2 separate regions of the Gossypium arboreum genome follow, and region 1 is linked to region 2. Evidence: chromatin contacts called from public Hi-C data. All regions are on one chromosome and are shown on one strand. The core of a region is the stretch at or near the end of the contact, and the rest is flanking DNA. Distances in the headings are between cores, read along the strand shown.

The links. Hi-C and Micro-C count contacts between places; a contact is called where the count stands out from the background.
Region 1: a Hi-C map of leaf shows a contact between it and region 2, with 3 times the contacts expected there. The contact joins the enhancer-like site here to the promoter of LOC108470269 in region 2. A contact is called at or near these places in 3 of 5 Hi-C or Micro-C datasets (all in leaf).

What each region holds. Positions count from the first base shown.
Region 1 is chr8:101,493,175-101,497,700 of ASM2569848v2, reverse strand. No RefSeq gene overlaps it. Among protein-coding and RNA genes, the nearest start is that of LOC128279413, 83 kb to the right of the region's middle. Within about 2 kb of position 2,365, at least 2 of the 2 cell types and tissues checked have an H3K27ac peak or open chromatin away from gene starts, as enhancers often do. A contact at or near this core is called in leaf, where this site is marked.
Region 2 is chr8:101,221,637-101,226,078 of ASM2569848v2, reverse strand. LOC108470269 (RING-H2 finger protein ATL13) reads right to left here and starts at 1,945. Exons shown (of 1, transcript XM_017771566.2): 1 at 1-1,945. The coding sequence starts at 927.

The DNA of each region.
Region 1 (4,526 bases), core at 1,116-3,615, 270 kb before region 2:
GAGTCTGGTCCGACCCGACCTAAATCTACTAAATGACAAAAAAATTTACTTTTTTTAATATTATTTTCTTGATTTTCTCCCTATTTTACTATCATTTACCATTATATTGTTACTATTTTGTTGTTATTGTATGGATATTGTATAAAATTTATTCTATTGTTAATTTTGTTATTATTTTAAAGACATTTGATAATTTTGTTATTATTTTAGAGACATTTACTTGTTAAGTTGCATCTAGCTTAGTATTATTTAGGTAGATATATTTTTTAAAATTTATTTTTAATTTGTTGAGAAATATTTATTTTGATATTTTTAGTATTTTTGATGTATTGTATATTTTTTAAAATTATATAAAAAATAATACAAAATTTAATATGAGTGGACTGAATCGGACCCAGATTTTAGCATTTTTATCTGGGTCGAGCTTGAACAAAATTTTAGACTATTTTTTAGACCGAATTAAGCCCGAACCTAATAAACGGGTCTAAATTTTTAGTTGAGCACTGCCCAGCCATGCTCACCTTTTTTTTGTATTTGTTGATTCCAACATAAATAATTTATAGTAGTGGTACAAAGGTTGAAATCACGTGATATCCTCAACATTGAAGGTAATAATTATTTTGTAGGGGAAATTCATCCAAATTACATGGCAGAGGAAAAAGTTAATGAAACTTTGAATTAGCATAAATAACGCGTAGTTGTGAAAACAGAAAAAAGAGTCGTAATGGGTGGGTAATAGGCCAAGTCCAAGGTGATAGACCTTTGAAATTGGTGGTGGACCCCTTTCACCCCAGCTGCATCTCTTTGAATTTTCAAATTATGTCCTACCCTTATATTTTATAATTTTGCATATATCGGGATTAAAAATAAAATAGTAATATTAATAATTTAATTACATTCTTATATGGTGTTTAAAAGATAAATGAGTTAACCTAACAACCTTATCTCAACCTCTTTTGAACGTTATTTATTTGAATACAAAAGCAGAGGATGCCAAGTTTCCAAAGAATCTTTGATCCTTCACGACAAGCTGGAAAGTTTGACGGGCTCTTCTGTCATTGGTTTTGTTTTGTTTTGTTTCTCATGCTTTTCCTATGTAAATACGCGACTAAAGTTTTTTTAAAATAATCGAACCTTTAAGGATATTATGATCTAGTACGAAAATGACCTGAGCCCACCCAAGATTTTTCATGAGAAAAGGATTAGAGAGAGATGTTATAGTATTTTGGTTGGTTAAGTCCTTTGCCCACGTTTTCGGCTGGTTTTCAAAGAGTTGTGAAGAGAATGAGTCTTTCTTTCACATCAACTTTGCTTTTCTTAATTCTATTTAGACTTTGTTTCCAATATACTCACAATAACATTTTTTTATTATTAATTTCACTCGTCGAAATTCCACCTATTAATATAGCATAATATTCTTTTTTTCTTTTTAATTTTGTTTGAAATATTGAGTTTTATGTCTTTTCCTAGGAAGCTGCCTACTGCTCGAACAATGTCAAACTCTTACCAATTGTTTGAATCTTAGGAAACATGATGAAAAATTAAAAATACAAAGGAAACACTGTTTTCTTATATCTCAAGTATTTCGATAATTGAATCCGAAACGAATATTGAGAGTTTAATACATATAAATCTATTAAAACAGTTGAGATCATTTTTCTTTCCATTTCACCCTTATGGTGAATAAAATGCTTTGGAATGACCGAATTTTAAATGTTTGGCGCATCCAGGTAGCAAAGTAGACGAACCTTTTCTCTTTTGAGGTTTGGTATTGAATCAACTACTTTATTTTCGGCACCAATCATTTGAAGTTAGCTTGATAATCGAATACCCTGAATGGAGTCTCATCAATGTCCGAAATTACATCCATTTAAAGTTGGAAGAAAAAGGTAAAGCCTCTTCTCCCCTCCCCTAAATGCAGATGTCATTTTATAGTGAACAATGTTGGGGTTACACCCATCCTTATGCTTACTTGAATCGGACTCTCATATAAAGTGATGGATGTTACTTAAAATTAGACTTGTTCTAATTGCTGGTCATATTGGCATGCATTCAATGAAAGGCCCAAAGATCCAATTCCATCGACTGACCCAAGAGACCAGTTAAATCAATTCAACCTTCTTTTTTTTTTTAACTGCAAAAGCTCAAGTGGTCCAGATGAGTTAAAAAGTTATACATTCATGTAACGTAACTTCAGCATTCGGCTGATTTATCCCATGGACCGTCCTATCAGATCTTCATGTTTTATTTTGAATTAAAACTGTGTCAAATTGGACAAAATCGCCATTTCAACCAGATAAAGTAGTAACAAATTGCAGAGTCAGCACAGCATCTTGATCCATCGCCGCCTACTCCTGCCCTGCCCTACTGCCTAACACTATACACCTTTTTCTTGTGAATCAGTTAGTGCTTTGTCTGAAAACACATTAAAGTCTTAACAATTAAAACAAGGACAAAACTCAAAGCACACCACTTGTTTACTTCACATTGACAAATTACTCTACTAATTAAATAGCTTATTAACAATGCAAAGTAATTGGTGGGTCCAAAGAGAGTGTTAATGAGCTATTTAATGAAAGTGAATTTGCAGTCTTAATAAGCTATTTAATTAATAGACTAATTTGTCAATGTGCAAATAAACAAGTGGTTTGTTTTTGAGTTTTGTCTTTTTTAAAAAAAATAGAAATAAATAAACCTTGCTCAGCAGCCCAAGTTTTTAGACCACATTTTTCCAGGCCCACCTTTGTTGGTAAGAGAGGTTTGAGCCATTATTGGATCAAATTGCCTTGACCCACCAGCCTGAATCATTTTATATATTTATTAACTGCACGTCGTTGCCTTACTAGCTTGCAAGCCTATTTTACTCGTTCATATAATGCCCAATGGGCTTCATACAAGTAATACACACAAAATTTTGGAATCAAACACCTAATTTGTATTGCTTTTTATATGCATTGTGTCAACCGCGATACATTTCTCATACGAAATGGAGTTTTAAATTTACTTTTGTTAAAAAAAACTAGATTATTTTTTCAGAGAATTTTAGTTAAGTTTATTTATTTATTTATTATCTTTTAAGTAGTCTCAACTACATAACTAATCATATCTAAAAGAAAAATAATTTAGACAACCTTTTTGTGTCAAGCAAACAAGTTAAACAAATACAATTATTTGCATCATTTTATATATTTTTAGTTTAAGGTACAAAAGCTCATAACTTTTTGAAAAAACAATTAAGTTTTTCTTTTTCATTTAATTGCATCCTTTAACTCAAAAAATTACATTCAATCAATTATTTTGATCATTTAATTTTAACAATTAATTGTTAATGTAAACATTTTTTCAATCTCACCCATATAATAACTCCAAATTTCACGAATTTCGTGATTCAACTAATAATCAACTTTTCCCATGTGGCACTCCACCTAGAGTGCCAAATAAGGAGATGACTTGAGAAGTTTATTTATTTATTTATTTAAAAGCTAACGTGGTATTAAAAAATAAATAAAATCTTTAAAATGTAAGAACCCCAACGAAAAAAAATCCAACCTCTTCAATTGTAAACCCTAAATGAAATTCTCTCCATGATACTTACGTATATTTTTTAACAGATTAAAATATTTTAATCTTATAGCTCGAAATTTGTAGGTTTCATAATTTTGGTTGCCATCAATGGAAAAACGTGGATCAAACATTGTTTGTCACGAATGGAGTACGTATACTATGGTAAAGTTATGTGTTACTATAAGAAGTTAGCACAAAAATACACATCTTGGAGTAATTTAATCCAAGATAGAAAGTTTTATGAGTGTTCAGATTTTCGGGTAAGTGATAAAGTTCTTTCTAATTTGATTGTTGATTGTTTGTTAAGTAAAATTAGGGTTTAATAATATTTGGGTATTTGTAATTATTATGTTAGTAAAGTTTGGTGTACTCTTCTTTAATGGGGGAAGTGCTTAGGACTTGTGCTTTATTTGGAATATTTTATAAATATATTGTAATAAGGAAATTTAATAGTAAGTTTATATTTGAATTTTTTTATATTATATTGAGATTACACTGGGAATTTTTTTTGAATTTATACTAAGTTTTGGTTTATTTTAAGATGGGGAATGTGGGTTTTTCTAGTAATATGATGATTGGATGTGTAATCATGATATTAAATTACTACGATTAATACGATAGTGAACAAAAGCTACCAAAGGAGAATATGAGACTAAGGAGGCAATTCGGGAATTATATGAGTGATGATGGTAATAATGGTGTGAAAGAACGGTATGAAACTAAACTGACAAAAACTAAATGAAAGAAACAAAATTAATTTTGGATAAACTGTGATTACTATTGCTTGACTTGAATGAACATGAAGGTAATGTATTTATACAAATACACACTGAAGGAACTGCTATGTAATTGTTAACAAAAATAGTTATAGCAAAACTAACAATTTATAACCTCTAACATTTACCCAACTACTCTAATGTTGAAACTCGAATAAGCTGTCGAAGTCAACAAAAATGAGAGGC
Region 2 (4,442 bases), core at 696-3,195:
TCTTATCGGCACTTGCAATAAAGAATTCTCATCCATTACATAAGCGAAGGAACCCATAGAGAAACACCTTCTATCATCCACGTTATTGTTACTGCTACCTTCACCGCCATCAACGTTCCTAAACTTTCCCAGCCTAACAGGCACAACTTTTTCCCCAGACTGCACTACTGTTGGCTTGACTTCATCTTTTTCCAGGATTTCACATGATTTACGCTGGGATGACCCCAATTCAGTGTCTCCAGAAAGGCCTAGGTGGGAACTTGATCTCACAAGTGAACTGCTTCTGCCCACAACTCCTTCTCTATCGGTTACAATCTCTCTTGAGCTCTCACTCCCAGATTCAAGAACAAGAACAATGGGGGAGCAGCTATCATTTGGAGAGAAATCAGGGAGTAAGCTAGCTCTACAGAGAGGGCATGTGGAATGAGACAAAAGCCAAGTGTCAATACACTCCATGTGGAAGGCATGGCTGCATTTTGGTAGCAATCTAAGCTTGTCTTCAGGCTCGAATTCACACAAGCAAACAGCACAATCAAATGGGTTTTTTACTCCTATGATGGCTTTGTAGTGGAATACAGGGAGAGTATCTATAAAAGATTGGTCGACACCAGCATCATGGAGATGGAATAGTTGTTGCAACTGCCCTTGAAGAGCAGTCACATTGTCTATATCTTCAGGCTCTCTATTGGGAGGTCTCATAAGAAATCTAACTAAAAGGTGAAGCAAACCAGAAACAAAGAAAATGATAGCTAGGATTATAATGATGAGTAATATACTTGGACTAACCTTGTTGTTCAAATTGAAGCTATCAGACTGCAAATTTTGTGGTGGAGGAAGTAACGGTATTGGTGATTGAGGGAGGTAATATGGCTGCTCTGATGGAGAAAGCAAGCTCCTTTTCTCTATTTCATGGAAAATCCACTCCATTGTTGTTTCTGGAGATAGATGGACACAACTTACAAAGACTGAAACTTTAGACTTGAATCATATGCTACCATGGATCCACCTGGGAGTACCAAAAATATCATCCCCACCGTAGTATCATGGGAGTTTGTGGGATTTGGGTAACATTGGCTCCAATTTACTTCATTATAAGCTAGAAGTCAAAAGAAAGAGCCGCTTCGCTACGAGAGAGAGAGAGAGAGAGAGAGAGGGAGAAGACTTGAATATGATATTAAAGGAAAGGGTAGATATAAATTTGTGTCACTGCCAGAAGGTGAATTTCAAAAAAGAGGAACCAATAATAAATCTACCCAACACAACGCTGCAGAAAAATAAATGAGATGAGATCTCATTGCGTAAATTCTGCAGAGTCAATCACTTCCTTGCTGGATAATGAAAATAAAAAAATTCACATTGCATCTGCTTAAATACTCTTAATAAGGCGACTTTTTATTCACGATTTCATCAATTACAAGGCTCTTCTTCAGGGTTGACTTAAATGGGAACCCTTTGATGCATCAAACCCCATGCTATGCATGCCCCTTTAATTCCTTAAAAGCTTTTCCAAAAATAAAAAGCAAATACTAACCAGTGTCCCCAAAATATTTTAAAGAGAAATTATAATAATCATTTTAAAAAGCATTGGTTAGCAAAATATGTTTAAGAACAAAACAATAATTAATTTGCGTATTTCCGTTTGGCTTAGGATGGTGGGTTTAGAAATTGGATTATCTTGTAGCATTATTTTAGTAGAGCGGAGGATTGTTTCTATCTTTCTGGTCCCATTCTTTGACAGTGCCTTCTATTCCACCGCTTCGAATCGGATAGTTTGGTACCTGATTTATTTATTCATTTATTTATTAATTGGGAGGGGCCAAATGCTACCTGATTCACAGCACCCCTCTCCTCTCTTCTGGTAAAGACAAAAAGCAAAAGACAAGACAAGTGAAGTTTCCAAAGTCTTACCGAAGAGAGAGGCATTTGGAAACAGGGGAAGGGCAAGCATATTATACTGATTTACTGGGAAAAAAGAAAAACAAGGTCATGTTGTGGACTTCCAAATTTTCCCTAACCTTTTCTCATGGATTCTGGTACTTGCTTTTAGGTGCAGTCCAAAAAGTGAAACACCGACACCCATTTTGGGAGAAAGAAAGTCTCCACTTTTGTTGCCTTTCACTGTTATGCAATCATCTTCTGCATTTCGTAGTACTTGAAAAGGGAAAATGTAGAGGAAAAGGAATACAAATAAACTAGTTAATAAGTATAGTAATTAATTTAACAATATTTACACCTCAATGTTCCATCTACTTTCCTTATCCACGTTTTACTTCACCCACTAAACAACTGCTCTCTCAGGCCTCACCTCACAAGAGCTATATTGGGCAGGGGACTGTCCCAACTCCTAAAATATCCGAAATTTGAAAGGGTTCATATAATTATTTTTAGAAAAAACTGATTTTTTTTTTTGAAATTCAAACCCTATTATTTATATAATATCCTATTTTCAAACTATAATCACTTTCTAAATATAGAGCTTGAGGTATGAACGTAACAAAATGTTATTACATTGTAACTTAACTTTTTTTTTTTCAAGTTATTGTTTGAATTTGACAATCATTTTCTTATTGGAATATTAATTTTTTTTATCTAAGTTAATCTCTAAACTTGACAATGATTCTCACATTAAAACTTAAACTTTATTAAGATTCTTCGTAAATATTTTCAAAGAAAGTTGGACAAAATAAAAATTAGACTCTAACATCAAAACAATTTACTAGTTTAGAATTAGATAATGATGTATCAAAAAAAGTTTTGCCCCAAAAATTGGACTAACCCCAATTAGTGATTGATTATACTAACTCAAAGACAAAGCTAAAAATTTATTTTTGGGGTAAAGACTAAATTATATTTTTAAGGGAGTTAAACTATAATTTTATTATTTTATTAACATATTATTTAAGAATTTTCAATAGGATTAGACTGAAAATTTACCAATATTAACATATAATTTCAAAATTTTGAAGGGATTAAAAAAACAATTTTACCATTTTAGGAAGCCAACGCCTTTTGTCTTCGCCTTGTACCTGACTGAATATCAGACACTATAAAGTTTCCAGTTTTCAAATTTTTACAATTAATAATGCCGACACCGATCACTCAAGGCATCAAAATCTGTTCAATTTGGTTTCGATTAAAACAAGTACTTGGTGATGGAAGATGGAAGCAGCCAAAGAAATATGGTTGGTTGAAAAGTGAGCTCGCTCTCTTGGTCATAAAAACACGAATATTTGTCACTTTTTTGCTTGAAGCATATATAATAATATGCCATCAAACATGTTGAGCATCCCATCCTCGACTAAGCAGCTTCATGAATTTCAAAATCAGACAAAGAGTGACAGCAACATTGAGAAAGATGAAAAATAAGGAAACCATTAAACCCCCCAAGTTTCCAAGGTTAATATTTTAATCAATGGTCCCAGAGCGATTAATTGTCACGTACTTTTTTTTGCAATTAAAGAAGTCGGTATAAACTAATTAAATTCAACTTAGATTTATTTATCGTGCACATTGTCAACAACTAAATGCTGTTTCTTCTATATGGTCAATATTAAGATTTATTCAATGCCTAACTTCTTCTGAGTTGGTGATAATTTGTTGAGATAATATGGCTAATTTTCGTAAGTAGGTGACTAACTTGGATATTAACTTAATTGGATTAGAGAACATATGAGGGTTTTTCCTTTTACCTTTTTGCAAAATTTTCTTTTGCAATTCAGACCCTCACTTTTGCAACTTTGATTTGAACCCAAATAACGAAAAGTGATAACCTTCGTGTTTATTTTTTTCTGGTCTCATTAGTGCAGATAAAGTACAAATACTAAGCTAGTATGAGTCAACAAGGATTCGGAGACTTAATTAGCATATGTTGTTCAAGGGAAAAGGTCAAATACTGATACCGAGCTTAACGCTTTTTTTCTAATAAGCCTGACTTACGTAGACTCTATTTGGACTGATCGCGATAATAAATTAGTAATTACGATGAGAAAAATTGTATGAATGTTCAAGCCATATTGGAAAAATGTTGGATCCTAAGGAAGCCACAAGAATTTCATTGTCATGGATACAAGTCATATTATAGGCTATTATGCCATATTAGTCATCAACGACTAGAAATGAATAATGTTAACTGGTGCGTTGTTAACTTCTATTAACGATTTTGTCGTATCAGAAATACTTCAAAGCTGCAAATATGTTAGATCCATCAAATAAGACAGATAAAATGAATTGGTTCGGGCTCGAGAAATCGATTCACCATGACCTTGAGCAAAACAACTCATAGTGGACAAAATAAAATGTGAGTCATCACTAACTCGAAAAACCTACCTGAAGTTCAAATAAGACCTGAGATATCAAGTCACCACAAATTCAAAGAAACTAAGTCATTATCGGCTCAATAAAATATGAGACCTCCCTGACACAAGCCTGCAAGAGGGCCCAAT